Regions from separate parts of the Macaca mulatta genome. Here region 2 is linked to region 1. The links are chromatin contacts, called in public Hi-C maps. All regions are on one chromosome and are shown on one strand. The core of a region is the stretch at or near the end of the contact, and the rest is flanking DNA. Distances in the headings are between cores, read along the strand shown.

The links. A called contact is a pair of places that touch in the nucleus more often than the background predicts.
Region 2: a Hi-C map of cortical neurons shows a contact between it and region 1, with 6 times the contacts expected there. The contact joins the promoter of APEH here to the enhancer-like site in region 1. A contact is called at or near these places in 8 of 14 Hi-C or Micro-C datasets (CD4 T cells, blood, cortical neurons and 4 more).

Annotation. Positions count from the first base shown.
Region 1 is chr2:112,995,540-113,001,911 of T2T-MMU8v2.0, forward strand. DAG1 (dystroglycan 1) reads left to right here. Exons shown (of 3, transcript NM_001261351.1): 3 at 1-4,047. The coding sequence ends at 1,703. Among named protein-coding and RNA genes, the nearest start is that of BSN, 21 kb to the right of the region's middle. Within about 2 kb of position 3,887, at least 16 of the 40 cell types and tissues checked have an H3K27ac peak or open chromatin away from gene starts, as enhancers often do. A contact at or near this core is called in cortical neurons, fetal cortex germinal zone and fetal cortical plate, where this site is marked.
Region 2 is chr2:113,136,235-113,142,732 of T2T-MMU8v2.0, forward strand. APEH (acylaminoacyl-peptide hydrolase) reads left to right here and starts at 1,269. Exons shown (of 22, transcript NM_001261735.1): 1 at 1,269-1,315; 2 at 1,391-1,523; 3 at 2,078-2,204; 4 at 2,578-2,671; 5 at 2,775-2,850; 6 at 2,941-3,104; 7 at 3,263-3,400; 8 at 3,494-3,585; 9 at 3,662-3,702; 10 at 3,788-3,909; 11 at 4,749-4,809; 12 at 5,990-6,087. The coding sequence starts at 1,304.

The sequences.
Region 1 (6,372 bases), core at 2,637-5,136:
CGGCTATCCAGGAGCCCCCATCCAGGATCGTGCCAACACCCACATCTCCAGCCATTGCTCCTCCAACAGAGACCATGGCTCCTCCAGTCAGGGATCCTGTTCCTGGGAAACCCACGGTCACCATCCGGACTCGAGGCGCCATTATTCAGACCCCAACCCTAGGCCCCATCCAGCCTACTCGGGTGTCAGAAGCTGGCACCACAGTTCCTGGCCAGATTCGCCCAACGATGACCATTCCTGGCTATGTGGAGCCTACTGCAGTTGCTACCCCTCCCACAACCACCACCAAGAAGCCACGAGTATCCACACCAAAACCAGCAACGCCTTCAACTGACTCTTCCACCACCACAACTCGCAGGCCAACCAAGAAACCACGGACACCCCGGCCAGTGCCCCGGGTCACCACCAAAGTTCCTATCACCAGATTGGAAACTGCCTCACCGCCTACTCGTATTCGCACCACCACCAGTGGAGTGCCCCGTGGCGGAGAACCCAACCAGCGCCCAGAGCTCAAGAACCATATTGACAGGGTAGATGCCTGGGTTGGCACCTACTTTGAGGTGAAGATCCCGTCAGACACTTTCTACGACCATGAGGACACCACCACTGACAAGCTGAAACTGACCCTAAAACTGCGGGAGCAGCAGCTGGTGGGCGAGAAGTCCTGGGTACAGTTCAACAGCAACAGCCAGCTCATGTATGGCCTTCCCGACAGCAGCCACGTGGGCAAACACGAGTATTTCATGCATGCCACAGACAAGGGGGGCCTGTCGGCTGTGGATGCCTTCGAGATCCATGTCCATAGGCGCCCCCAAGGGGATAGGGCTCCTGTAAGGTTCAAGGCCAAGTTTGTGGGTGACCCGGCACTGGTGTTGAATGACATCCACAAGAAGATTGCCTTGGTAAAGAAACTGGCCTTCGCCTTTGGAGACCGAAACTGTAGCACCGTCACCCTGCAGAATATCACCCGGGGCTCCATCGTGGTGGAATGGACCAACAACACACTGCCCTTGGAGCCCTGCCCCAAGGAGCAGATCGCTGGGCTGAGCCGCCGGATCGCTGAGGATGATGGAAAACCTCGGCCTGCCTTCTCCAACGCCCTAGAGCCTGACTTTAAGGCCACGAGCATCGCTGTGATGGGCTCTGGCAGTTGTCGGCACCTACAGTTTATTCCTGTGGCACCACCCAGGAGAGTGCCCTCAGAGGCGCCGCCCACAGAGGTGCCTGACAGGGACCCTGAGAAGAGCAGTGAGGATGATGTCTACCTGCACACAGTCATTCCGGCCGTGGTGGTCGCAGCCATCCTGCTCATTGCTGGCATCATTGCCATGATCTGCTACCGCAAGAAGCGGAAGGGCAAGCTTACCCTTGAGGACCAGGCCACCTTCATCAAGAAGGGGGTGCCTATCATCTTTGCGGACGAACTGGACGACTCCAAGCCCCCACCCTCCTCCAGCATGCCACTCATTCTGCAGGAGGAGAAGGCTCCCCTACCCCCTCCCGAGTACCCCAACCAGAGTGTGCCCGAGACCACTCCTCTGAACCAGGACACCGTGGGAGAGTACACGCCCCTGCGGGATGAGGATCCCAATGCGCCTCCCTACCAGCCCCCACCGCCCTTCACAGCACCCATGGAGGGCAAGGGCTCCCGTCCCAAGAACATGACCCCATACCGGTCACCTCCTCCCTATGTCCCTCCTTAACCCGCAAGCGCCTGGGTGGAGGCAGGGTAGGGCAGGGGCCTGGAGACAACATGGTGTTGTCTGTGGAGACCGGTGGCCTGCAGACCATCACCCACCGGAAGCCGACACCTGACCTAGCACACACTGACACGGGCCTGGACAAGCCCGCCCTCTCTGGTCCTCCCAAACCCCAAAGCAGCTGGAGAGACTTTGGGGACTTTTTTATTTTTATTTTTTGCCTAACAGCTTTTGGTTTGTTCATAGAGAATTCTTCGCTTCGTTTTTGATGGCTGGTTCTGAAAGCACCATGTGGAGTGGAGGTGGAGGGAGCGAGGAACCATGAATGAACTCGCAGGCAGTGCCGGGTGGCCCCCTGGCTCTCTGCGTTTTGCCTTTAACACTAACTGTACTGTTTTTTCTATTCACGTGTGTCTAGCTGCAGGATGTAACATGGAAAACAGTAACTAAAGATTAAATTCAAAGGACTTTCAGAAGTTAAGGTTAAGTTTTTACATTTAATCTGCTGTTTACCTAAACTTGTATGTATAATTTTTGGGTGGGTATGGGGAATTGCTTTGCTAAAAATAAGCTCCCAGGGTGTTTCAAACTTAGAGAAGACCAAGGGACAGTATTTTTTATCAAAGGAATCCTATTTTTTCACACTACGTCAACTTGGTTGCTCTGATACTCCAGAGCCTGATTGGGGGCCTCCCGGCCCTGGCTCATGCCAGGTCCTTGGTGCTGGGTTTGCTCTCCCGCTGTTGCCAGGGGCTGGAAGCTGGAGGGGTCTCTTGGGCCATGGACATCCCCACTTCCAGCCCACGTACACTAGTGGCCCACCACCAAGGGGTCTTCATTTCCATGAAAAAGGGACTCCAAGAGGCAGCGGTGGCTGTGGCCCCCAACTTTGGTGCTCCAGGATGGGCCAGCTGCTTGTGGGGTCACCCGGGAGGTCGAAGGTCTCGACCACATCAACCTATTTTGTTTTACCCTTCTGTGCGTGCGTTGTTGGTTTTTTTTTTCCTCCTAAAAGGAATACCACGGTTTTTTGAAACACTCAGTGGGGGACATTTTGGTGAAGATGCAATATTTTTATGTCATGTGATGCTCTTTCCTCACTTGACCTTGGCCGCTTTGTCCTAACAGTCCACAACCCTACCTGGACCCACCCCATCCCTTTTCTCTGGCACTCCAGTCCCAGGCCTTGGGCCTGAACTACTGGAAAAGGTCTGGTGGCTGGGGAGGAGTGCCAGCAATAGTTCATAATAAAAAATCTGTGAGCTCTCAAAGCTAATTTTTTACTAAAGTTTTTATACAGCCTCAAATTGTTTTATTAAAAAGATTAAAAATGGTGATGCTTACAGCAGTTTGTACGAGCTCTTAGTGTTGATTCCATGGAACTGACGGCTTTGCTTATTTTGATTTTTTCCCCCTACTTTTCCTAATGTTTAAATTCTGGAATTACACTGGGGTTCTTTTGCCTTTTTTAGCAGAACATCCGTCCGTCCATCTGCATCTCTGTCCCATGACTCAGGGGCGCCCACTCTGCTTTGATTCTCCTGTGGAAGAAACCATTTTGAGCATGACTTTTCTTGATGTCTGAGAGTTATTTTGGGTACCTTTTAGGGAGGAATGCCTTTTGCAATAATGTATCCCTTCCCTGATTGAGGGTGGGTGGGTGGACCCAGGCTCCCTTTGCACACGGAGCAGCTACTTCTAAGCCATATCGACTGTTCTGCAGAGGATTGGTGTGTGCTGCCTCAGGAGGGGAGGGCTGAGAGGAGGGGAGGGGTCTCCGTCCTACTGTTCTCCAGAGGGCATTTCCCCTTGCGCCTTCTCCCACAGGGCCCAGCCCCTCTCCCCTGCCCCAGTCCCCAGGGGTACTCTGGATTGAGCAGTGCTCCTGTGGGGGAGCCTGTAAATGCAGGCTCAGTGGACCACTGGTGACTGGGCTCATGCCTCCAAGTCAGAGTTTCCTTGGTGCCCCCAGAGACAGGAGCACAAGTGGGATCTGACCTGGTGAGATTATTTCTGATGACCTCATCAAAAAATAAACAATTCCCAATGTTCCAGGTGAGGGCTTTGAAAGGCCTTCCAAACAGCTCCGTTGCCCCTAGCAACTCCACCATTGGGCACTGCCATGCAAGAGACGTGGCTGGCCCAGAATGGCCAGTTGCCATAGCAACTGGAGGCGATGGGGCAGTGAACAGAATAACAACAGCAACAATGCCTTTGCAGGCAGCCTGCTCCCCTGAGTGCTGGGCTGCTGATGGCCGCTGGACTCTGTGAGATGGAGAGCCAATCTCACATTCAAGTGTTCACCAACCACTGATGTGTTTTTATTTCCTTCTATATGATTTTAAGATGTGTTTTCTGCATTCTGTAAAGAAACATATCAAACTAAATAAAAGCAGTGTCTTTATTACAACGCTGTTGCCTCTGGGCATCTGTTTCCCTGGCATCTGGAGAGGTTCCTGGACATGAGGGGTTGGGGGCTCATGTGACAGGGGGAAGAGGAGACTCAGCCAGGTCCACTTGGGGTTGGCCCAGTGGCCTCCACGTAAGCCTTACCATTTATGTGCTGGGAGGGCTGGGTGTGCACTCCAGAAACTCTGCCGACATGTAATGCCCCCTTTGCCCCTCTTCTGCCTGTGAGCCAGCTAAAACAAGTCTTCATCCTCAGTCCCCCATCTGTAAGGGGTGGGGAATAGCAGATAACCCAGTGAGACTGGCTGGGAAGGAGGATGGTGGGAAAGATGTCACAGGTTTTCTGCCCCAGAGTGGGTCAGCCCCTGTACCTCCTGGGTAGGGGTCCTTCAGGCCAGGTCTCTGAAGATGGGGACCTAGGGATGCCTCTGGCTGCAGCTCTACCCCAGCTCCTGCCCACATTGTCTTGTGGGCTTGGGAATGGCTAGTCTCCCAGGTAGTCTCAAGGCAGGTTTGTGTTGGCCTCGGGGTGGGAACAATAGTTTCTGGCCAGGCTGCTCTGCCTTGGTTGACCTGTAGGTTCTGGGGGTTGGGGGGTGACCTTCAGTGTCTGGCTTGCGATGGACAGGCCAGCTGGGTAGGCTGATCATGACTCAGTGCCCAGGAAGGGGCAGATGGGTTGTCCTAGGACACTGCCCGGAGTGTGGGCGGCAGGAGATGCAGCAGCTGTATTTCAAGGAGCAAAGGGGCAGAATCGAGTGATTGGTCACAGAACAACTGGTGCCTCTTCTGGGCTCAACTCTGCCATCACTGGCTCCTTACCATGCCCCCTGCTCCTCTGCTCAAAGCTTTCAAGACCCAGAGAGGCAGATAAGAGCTGAGTCCCAGGGTCGGGGGTTGTTGAAGGTCCAACAACTACTTGGAGTTAAGACCTGAATGTGCACCACGCTAAGCGCTGGGAAAGGCTGTCCCCAGCACACACTTCACTCCCTAGGCCTAGCAGCAGGGGCCCAGGAAATTACCCCATCCTTACTCTCTTGACCTCAGGAGGTTTTGCTTAACATCTAACCTGAAGCCACTGGGTAATGAGTGGACTCACTGTTCTGAACTCAAGTAAGGGAATACTTGATCTTGGCAGAGAACATTAAGGCCAGAAGGACCTCTGGCCTTGCCCTGCCTTGCCTCCTTTGGGGGATGGGGGAATATACCCTCTTTAGCCCAGCAGACCCTTGACCCCTGGCACTCCTGCCAGATCCCTGTTCCTTGATTTGGATGAGGACTGCTCAGGTCTTTTAAGCTGGGGTTAGAGGGTCGTAGACAGGAGGGCAGGAAAGAAGGAACATCAGACCTGCAGGAATCTACCTTCCCACATTCCTCTGACCTGGAATGACTCTGGCCTGGCTTGGAGACAGTGCTGGTCTTGGAAAATTCTAGAGGAATCTGCATTTTCTCTTGGCGTAAAGGCACTGCCTTGGGCCTAGATCTTTGAGCTAGTCTTGGGATCAGGGCTGTTAGCTGGAAAATCTTGTGATGTGTTTAGGCCAACCTGGCCTCTAGAATACCACCAGTTTGGGACCGGGAACCGTAGCTCACAGCTGTAATCCCAGCACTTTGGGAGGCCAAGGCGGGCGGATCATGAGGTCAGGAGATGAGACCATTCTGGCCAACATGGTGAAACCCCGTTTCTACTAAAAAATACAAAAAATTTAGCTGGGCATGGTGGCAGGCGCCTGTAGTCCGGGCTACTCGGGAGGCTGAGGCAGGAGAATGGCATGAACCATGGAGGCGGAGCTTGCAGTGAGCTGAGATGGCGCCATTGCACTGCACTCTAGCCTGGGTGACAAGAGCGAGACTCTGTCTAAAAAAAAAAAAAAAAGAAAAAAAGAATACCACCAGTCTTGGGGGGACTGGAGGCTCCACACTACTTACCTCATTGCAGCCCACAGCCTTGCCTCCCCTTGTTGCCAACAGGTTGAACAAGCTCCTAGGAGAGGCCCTTTCCTAGCTCCCCTAAAGCATAGAAGGCCCAATTCAAGCATCAGTCTTTCGAGAGTAAGGTTCATTTCTCTATTTCTTTTCTTTTCTTTTTTTTTTTTGTTTTTTTTTTTTTTTTTTTTTTTTTTTTTTTTTTGAGACGGAGTCTCACGCTGTTGCCCAGGCTGGAGTGCAGTGGCGCGATCTCGGCTCACTGCAAGCTCCGCCTCCCAGGTTCCCGCCATTCTCCTGCCTCAGCCTCCTGAGTAGCTGGGACTACAGGCGCCCG
Region 2 (6,498 bases), core at 19-2,518, 140 kb after region 1:
AAAGTGCTGGGATTACAGGCGTGAGCCAGTGCGCCCGGCCGGCCAGGACTCTTTTTTTTAACTTAACTAGTAATCTTGAGTAAGTAATGATGCGGCTGATGGGAAAGGGGAAGCTGCAGGCCAGACAGGTGGACTCTCAATCACAAGCACACCATGGAGCAGGGAGCCAGGGCCCTGATGTGGAAGACCAGCCAGACTCAGGTATATGGAGGGGACATCCTTACTGTCCAGCCTCTCCTGATCTCTGCTGGCACCTTAGCCCAGCCAATCCTGTGTCACGTGCACAGGAAGCCTGCCTGCCTAGGTTCTTTCCACAGGAAGCTCCCTGGACCTTGGTGGAGTCTGAGCCCACCAGGGTCCCCACACCCAAGAGCTCAGGTTGAGGCCTAGGGAGGAGGGGAAGGAACCCACCGGCTCACAGTCCCCAACAAGGAGCCACTGAGAAGGGTGGGTAAAGGCTGCGGGGATAGATAGCTCTTGCGGCAGGCCTGGTGACTGATAAGCCCAGGCAGCACCCTGAGAGTTGGCACTCGCCCCTCTGCCCCGCACCCCAGGGCTTTGCTTTGCGCCCTCCGCCCGGACTCTGGCCTTTCTCTTCTTCGTCTGCCTGGGAGTCCCTCCAGGGCAGGGCCTGGCACTGTCTAGTGAATGTCGGCTCGTAGTGGACCCGAAGGAACCCTACAGTCAGCCCCAGAGCCGCGGGAGATCCACGATGCGGCCGGCTCCCCCCTCCCCGCCCTCACCCTCACGGGCTCCCGGCTCCTCATTCCTCGCGGGGCTCCACTCTGGACCCGCCCGCCTCGCCCTTCATCCTCAGAGACTCATTGGTCCCATTCCCCTCGGGCCTCGCCCTTCAGGTGCTCGGGCCATGCCCGTCCGACCGCGCTGCTTCCGCCTCGCAGTCCTGTCTCACCCGCTTCTCTCGTAGGCCCTTCTACCCCCCCCGAAGCCCGGCTCCCGGGTTCCGCTTCCACAGGCCCGCCCTCTCTCCTCCGAGATCCAACGCCTCGCCCCACGGCCCCGCCCCCCACTTGACTAGTCCGCCCCTGGAAGGCCAGCTCCTCCTCTCGACGCCCCTGCTCTCTCCACCCGGGACTTCTCGCTGCCAGGCCGGGTCCTCTCACCGTCAAGGCCCGCCCCTTGCCAACGGTTCTCGCCTATTCGCCGAAAGCCCCCCCTCCCAGATTGCCGCAGGGCAGGGGCGGAGACAGCCCGGGCGGTCCCAGGCTCCGCCCCCGGAAGCCTCACTTCCGGGCGCGAGCACCCCCCCGCCCCGCCTCGCCCAGGCGGCAGAGAGGAGACTATGGAACGTCAGGTGAGGGCTCGGCCCGCGGTCCCCGTGGTCCCTGCAGCCCGGACCGGGCCTGACCCTGGTGTGTCCCCTGCGCAGGTGCTGCTGAGCGAGCCCGAGGAGGCGGCGGCTCTGTATCGGGGCCTTAGCCGCCAGCCCGCGCTGAGCGCCGCCTGCCTGGGCCCGGAGGTCACCACACAGTACGGCGGCCAGTACCGGACGGTGCACACTGGTGTGTGTGCGAAGGGGAACTGGCTGGCGACGGGGTCGCGCACTGGGGTGGGAAGGAAGCGGGTGTGGAGGGCTCGCTGCTTGACAGTGTGTAAGGGTGTATGGGGAGCCGGCCTGTACTTGGAGGATACACTCCCACAGGTCCCTGCACACAGGTGTGTGGGGAGGCGGGGGCGTGCGGGGCGTTATCGGATGGTGCCCATGAGTGCACGAGATGATGGTGTAGGGGTAGAATTCAAACCTGGGTTCAGGGCGTGGACTTTGTAGGGTGCTCCGCCAACACTCCATCCCATACACATGCCAGGCTGCCCTCAAGATTCCAGGGTGGGTGCTGGGGTTACTAGGGGGTTCTCTCAAAGAGGCTGTCAGCTCAGGCTCTGGAGGCCTGGACTAGGGTTGTGGACAAGTGTTGTCCAGCCCGCAGCCAGGGTGTCAGTGTCTGGAGACAGATTGAGAGACTGAGGAAGATCTAGGCCTTCCTGGGTCAGGTGGGCTGGGGGGCAGTAGCCAGGAGTAGCCAAGACAAGGTGAGCAGCCTCATGCCTCCCCTCACAGAGTGGACCCAGAGGGACCTGGAACGCATGGAGAACATTCGATTCTGCCGCCAATACCTGGTGTTCCATGACGGGGACTCAGTGGTGTTTGCCGGACCTGCAGGCAACAGTGTGGAGACCCGGGGGGAGTAAGTTTGAGGAAGGAATCTTGTGAGCAAGGCCACAGCGTCTGCAATGCAAGTCTTTTGTGAATGCCCACCATGTGCCTAGAAGGGAGACCAGGAGCCAGATTCTTGCCCCCTTGGGAGCTCATTCAGTTTCTGGTGACATGGCCTGATAAGCAACGGAGGCTTGCTCCAAACTCACCTGGACTAGAGCCTGTGGTGGCCTGGGGGAGCTGGGGAGAGTAGAGTCTCTGCCTCAGGGAGGAAAGGCAAGGTACTCCAGAAGCTGGTGTGGGGCCAGAGCCTCAAGAATCTCTCCTAAGAGGTGGTGCCCAGTAAGGGAGCAGGAAGGGGTTATTGCAAGATACTCCTGACCTGTGCTACCCCATGTCCACAGACTGCTGAGCAGAGAGTCTCCTTCAGGCAGCATGAAAGCTGTGCTGCGCAAGGCTGGAGGCACGGGCCCTGGGGAAGAGAAGCAGTTCCTGGAGGTGAGTCTACATGGGACCAGGTAGTGGGTGACTAGAGAGAGGCTCTGCCCCACAGATAAGGCTCTGTTAGCGGGCAAACAGCCTAATGCCCAGATGTCCTCAGGTCTGGGAGAAGAACCGGAAGCTCAAGAGTTTCAACCTATCAGTGCTGGAGAAACATGGGCCTGTTTATGAGGATGGTGAGGCATCTGGCTGGTGAGCAGGCAGGGTGGACAGGAGGGGTAGCCGTAGCCCTGGGCCCCCCCCTGATTGGCCCTCCCTGCACCCAGACTGTTTTGGCTGCCTGTCCTGGTCGCACTCGGAGACACACTTGTTGTATGTGGCAGAGAGGAAGCGCCCCAAGGCCGAGTCCTTCTTTCAGACCAAAGCCTTGGACGTCAGTGCCAGCGATGATGAGATAGCCAGGCTGAAGAAGCCAGACCAACCCATCAAGGTGCTCGTGGTCAATCCACGAAGGCCCAGCAGGGCAGCCCTGGGGCTCAGTGTGCTCCCTTCCCATACTGTGCTTGTCAGACCTGGGGAGGCACTAGCTTCTAGGAAGCAGAGCAGGTCCTATAGACAGGCTGGGCATTGAGTATCTTGTGTTCTCAGGGGGATCAGTTTGTGTTTTACGAAGACTGGGGAGAAAACATGGTTTCCAAAAGCATCCCTGTGCTCTGCGTGCTGGATGTCGAGAGTGGCAACATCTCTGTGCTTGAGGGGGTCCCTGAGAATGTGTCCCCTGGACAGGTCAGCAGCAACAGCCTATGTCCCTCCTGGAGTCTGGGGCCCTTCTTCAGCTACCATCCCTTGTTCACTTCTGCCCTGTGATCTTGTTTGCAGGCATTCTGGGCCCCTGGAGATGCTGGTGTGGTGTTTGTGGGCTGGTGGCATGAGCCCTTCCGGTTGGGCATCCGCTTTTGCACCAATCGCAGGTGAGGGAGTGGGGCAAGGCAAGGGACCTTGCAGCCCAGCTGGCCTTGAGACTGAATGTCTGTCTCGCGGTTCCAGGTCAGCCCTGTACTATGTGGACCTCATCGGGGGGAAGTGTGGTAAGTGGCTGATGCCCACCTGTGCTTTGCTGACACATGTTGGCCCTGCCAGCCTGCGTGATGCTCTTGTTTCCATCTGGCCCAGAGCTCCTCTCAGATGATTCCCTGGCTGTCTCTTCTCCCCGGCTGAGCCCAGACCAATGTCGCATTGTCTACCTGCAGTACCCATCTCTGATCCCCCATCATCAGTGCAGCCAGCTGTGCCTGGTGAGCTGGAGGTGGCGGGGATGGGAGGATGGTCAGCAAGAAGATGGTATGGTGGATGAGAGCTGAAGGGCCAGCATCATCTCCCCATGGGCCCTCAGTAGGTGCCCTTCTGTCCTCAGTGCAGCAGCAGTGTGAGTTCTGCCTGTCCTCTCAAGGCAGGGCCTAGAGGTTGAGAGTGCTGCCATGGAGAGCTTTGCACTGCAAGAATGCTCCTCCCCTTGGCTCTCAACTGCATGTAACCAGGCTCTGCAAGGGGCTGGGATATAGTGGGGAGTTACACAATCCCAGACCCTCCCCAGGAAGAGCTCTGAGCCCCTAGTAAAAGTCAGAGGGACGGCCGGGCGCGGTGGCTCAAGCCTGTAATCCCAGCACTTTGGGAGGCCGAGACGGGCGGATCACGAGGTCAGGAGATCGAGACCATCCTGGGTAACACAGTGAAACCCCGTCTCTACTAAAAATACAAAAACTTAGCCGGGCGAGGTGGCAGGCGCCTGTAGTCCCAGCTACTCGGGAGGCTGAGGCAGGAGAATGGCGTGAACCCGGGAGGCGGAGCTTGCAGTGAGTTGAGATCCGGCCACTGCACTCCAGCCTGGGTGACAGAGCGAGACTCCGTCTCAAAAAAAAAAAAAAAAAAAAAAAAAAAAAAAAGTCAGAGGGACATGCCTATCTGAGGCCCCTTGGGCATCTGGTCCAGGTCACCAGAAAAGAGATATATCAGGCTTATTCCAGTTCCCTCCTCCCCTGGGGCTACCTGAGGCAAAAGGGGATAGGCACGGGGCACTGTGCCCGAAGGGAACTGCCTGTCCCCTACTGGGCCTGACCATTGTGTTCTCTTGCAGTATGACTGGTATACCAAGGTTACCTCAGTGGTGGTAGACATTGTGCCTCGGCAGCTGGGAGGTAAGGCATACCTGGCTGGGTGGGTGCAGTGGGGCCTGTAGCTCTGCTTTCCTGCCATCTGTTGCATCCCGCCCCGTTCTTCTTTCCTAGGTTCCTTCTGAGGGCCCTCCCTCCCTGCTGGGCCAGCCCTATGCCCAGCATCCTCAGGGAGTGGGGCTGTCACCATAGGGAACAATTCGATAGCAAGGAGTTGTAGGACCAAGCTGAGATCAGAGTGGCCCAAGCTGATGATGTGTTATTTCCTGTGCTGCAGGTCATAAATAGATTTTTCTTATTTTTCCAATGGCTGGTTCAAACCAAAACCATGATTCCTTCGAGTGGGTCTCAGGAAGTGCACTAGGTTGGAATGTCACACTTGAGAGGCTCTGGACCCAAGGGCATGATATTATCCTGTCCGCCATCCTAACCCCAGCAACCTTTGTCCAGCTCTGAAGTCAGCTGGGTCTTCAGGAGGGTGGCTCTTGGCTGAGAGACTCCTGTCTTGAGTGTTCATAGCTCTGCTTGGATTCTCCTGGAACATCTCAAGGATGAGTCTCTTGTTTTCTCAGGCCACCCGGCCAGTTCCAGGAGTTCAGTGGATGAGGGATAGCCTCTTTGTCTTCTCTTTGGGTTGCAGGGATGCAGTGGTGGGAACGTAGTATGAATCCCAGCTCTGCCCTAAATTAGCTATGTCCTCGGACAGGGTCCTGGCCTCCCTGAGCTCCCATTTCTTCATGGAGGGGTGATTATGTCTGCCTGCCTCATAGGATTATAGTGAGCGTTAAGTGAGTGATGATATTAAAGGATAGGATTTACTGAGCCCCCTGTGCCAAACGCTGTGCTAAGCACCACAGTGGAGATAAGACAGACAAATGATATCTTGGTTAAAGCACCTGGTACCTACCTGGGCTCAACTGAAGCAACTCAGGAGAGCAAGTGCTTTTCCTCTCAGCACCCACGGTTTCTCTCTGGAGCTCTTGAGCTCTGCCTCTCTGGGTCCCCAGAGGCCTCTGCCCCTCAGCCACCACTCAGGCAGTTCCTCATCGCGTAGGGTGCCCCCATGTGTGCCACAAGCTGCAGGGGCCCGACTGGTGCCTGAGCAGGGCCCTGGGTGAATTCCCCAGTACCCTAGCCTGCCTTGTAGACTTGACCCTCCCTACCTCTACTGCTGGATGCAGCCCCAGCCCTCCTGTCTTTACAGAGAACTTCTCTGGGATCTACTGCAGCCTTCTGCCTCTGGGATGCTGGTCAGCTGACAGCCAGAGAGTGGTCTTTGACTCGGCTCAGCGCAGCCGGCAGGTGAGGGACACTGATGGTGTTGAGGGGCAGCCCCTGTGGTCAACCCCCAGGAGCCCTGCGCCCCGAGACATAGCACGTGCATGCCCCTGGGTGAAATGCCCAGCCACAAAGTCTCATCAGCCCCTTAAAACCCTGCCTGCCCATCCTGGACTCATTTCTCTTGGAAGGGACAGGCTGGCCTGGTACACCACAGCAGAACTCAGGCCTTTTCATCTGAGGCAGAGATGCAACCCCTCCCAGGCATTTCTAGCTGGGGGTCAAGGGGACTGCCACTGGGGTGGGTCCCTGAACACACTGTAATGGCAGCTGATGGGGACAGGACTGAGCCCTTCCCCCAGGGATGGAGTAAAGGCACCCACAGTGTGCCAGGCTCCTTTTGGGTGTGATATTTGGTGCTCGTGCCAACTCAAA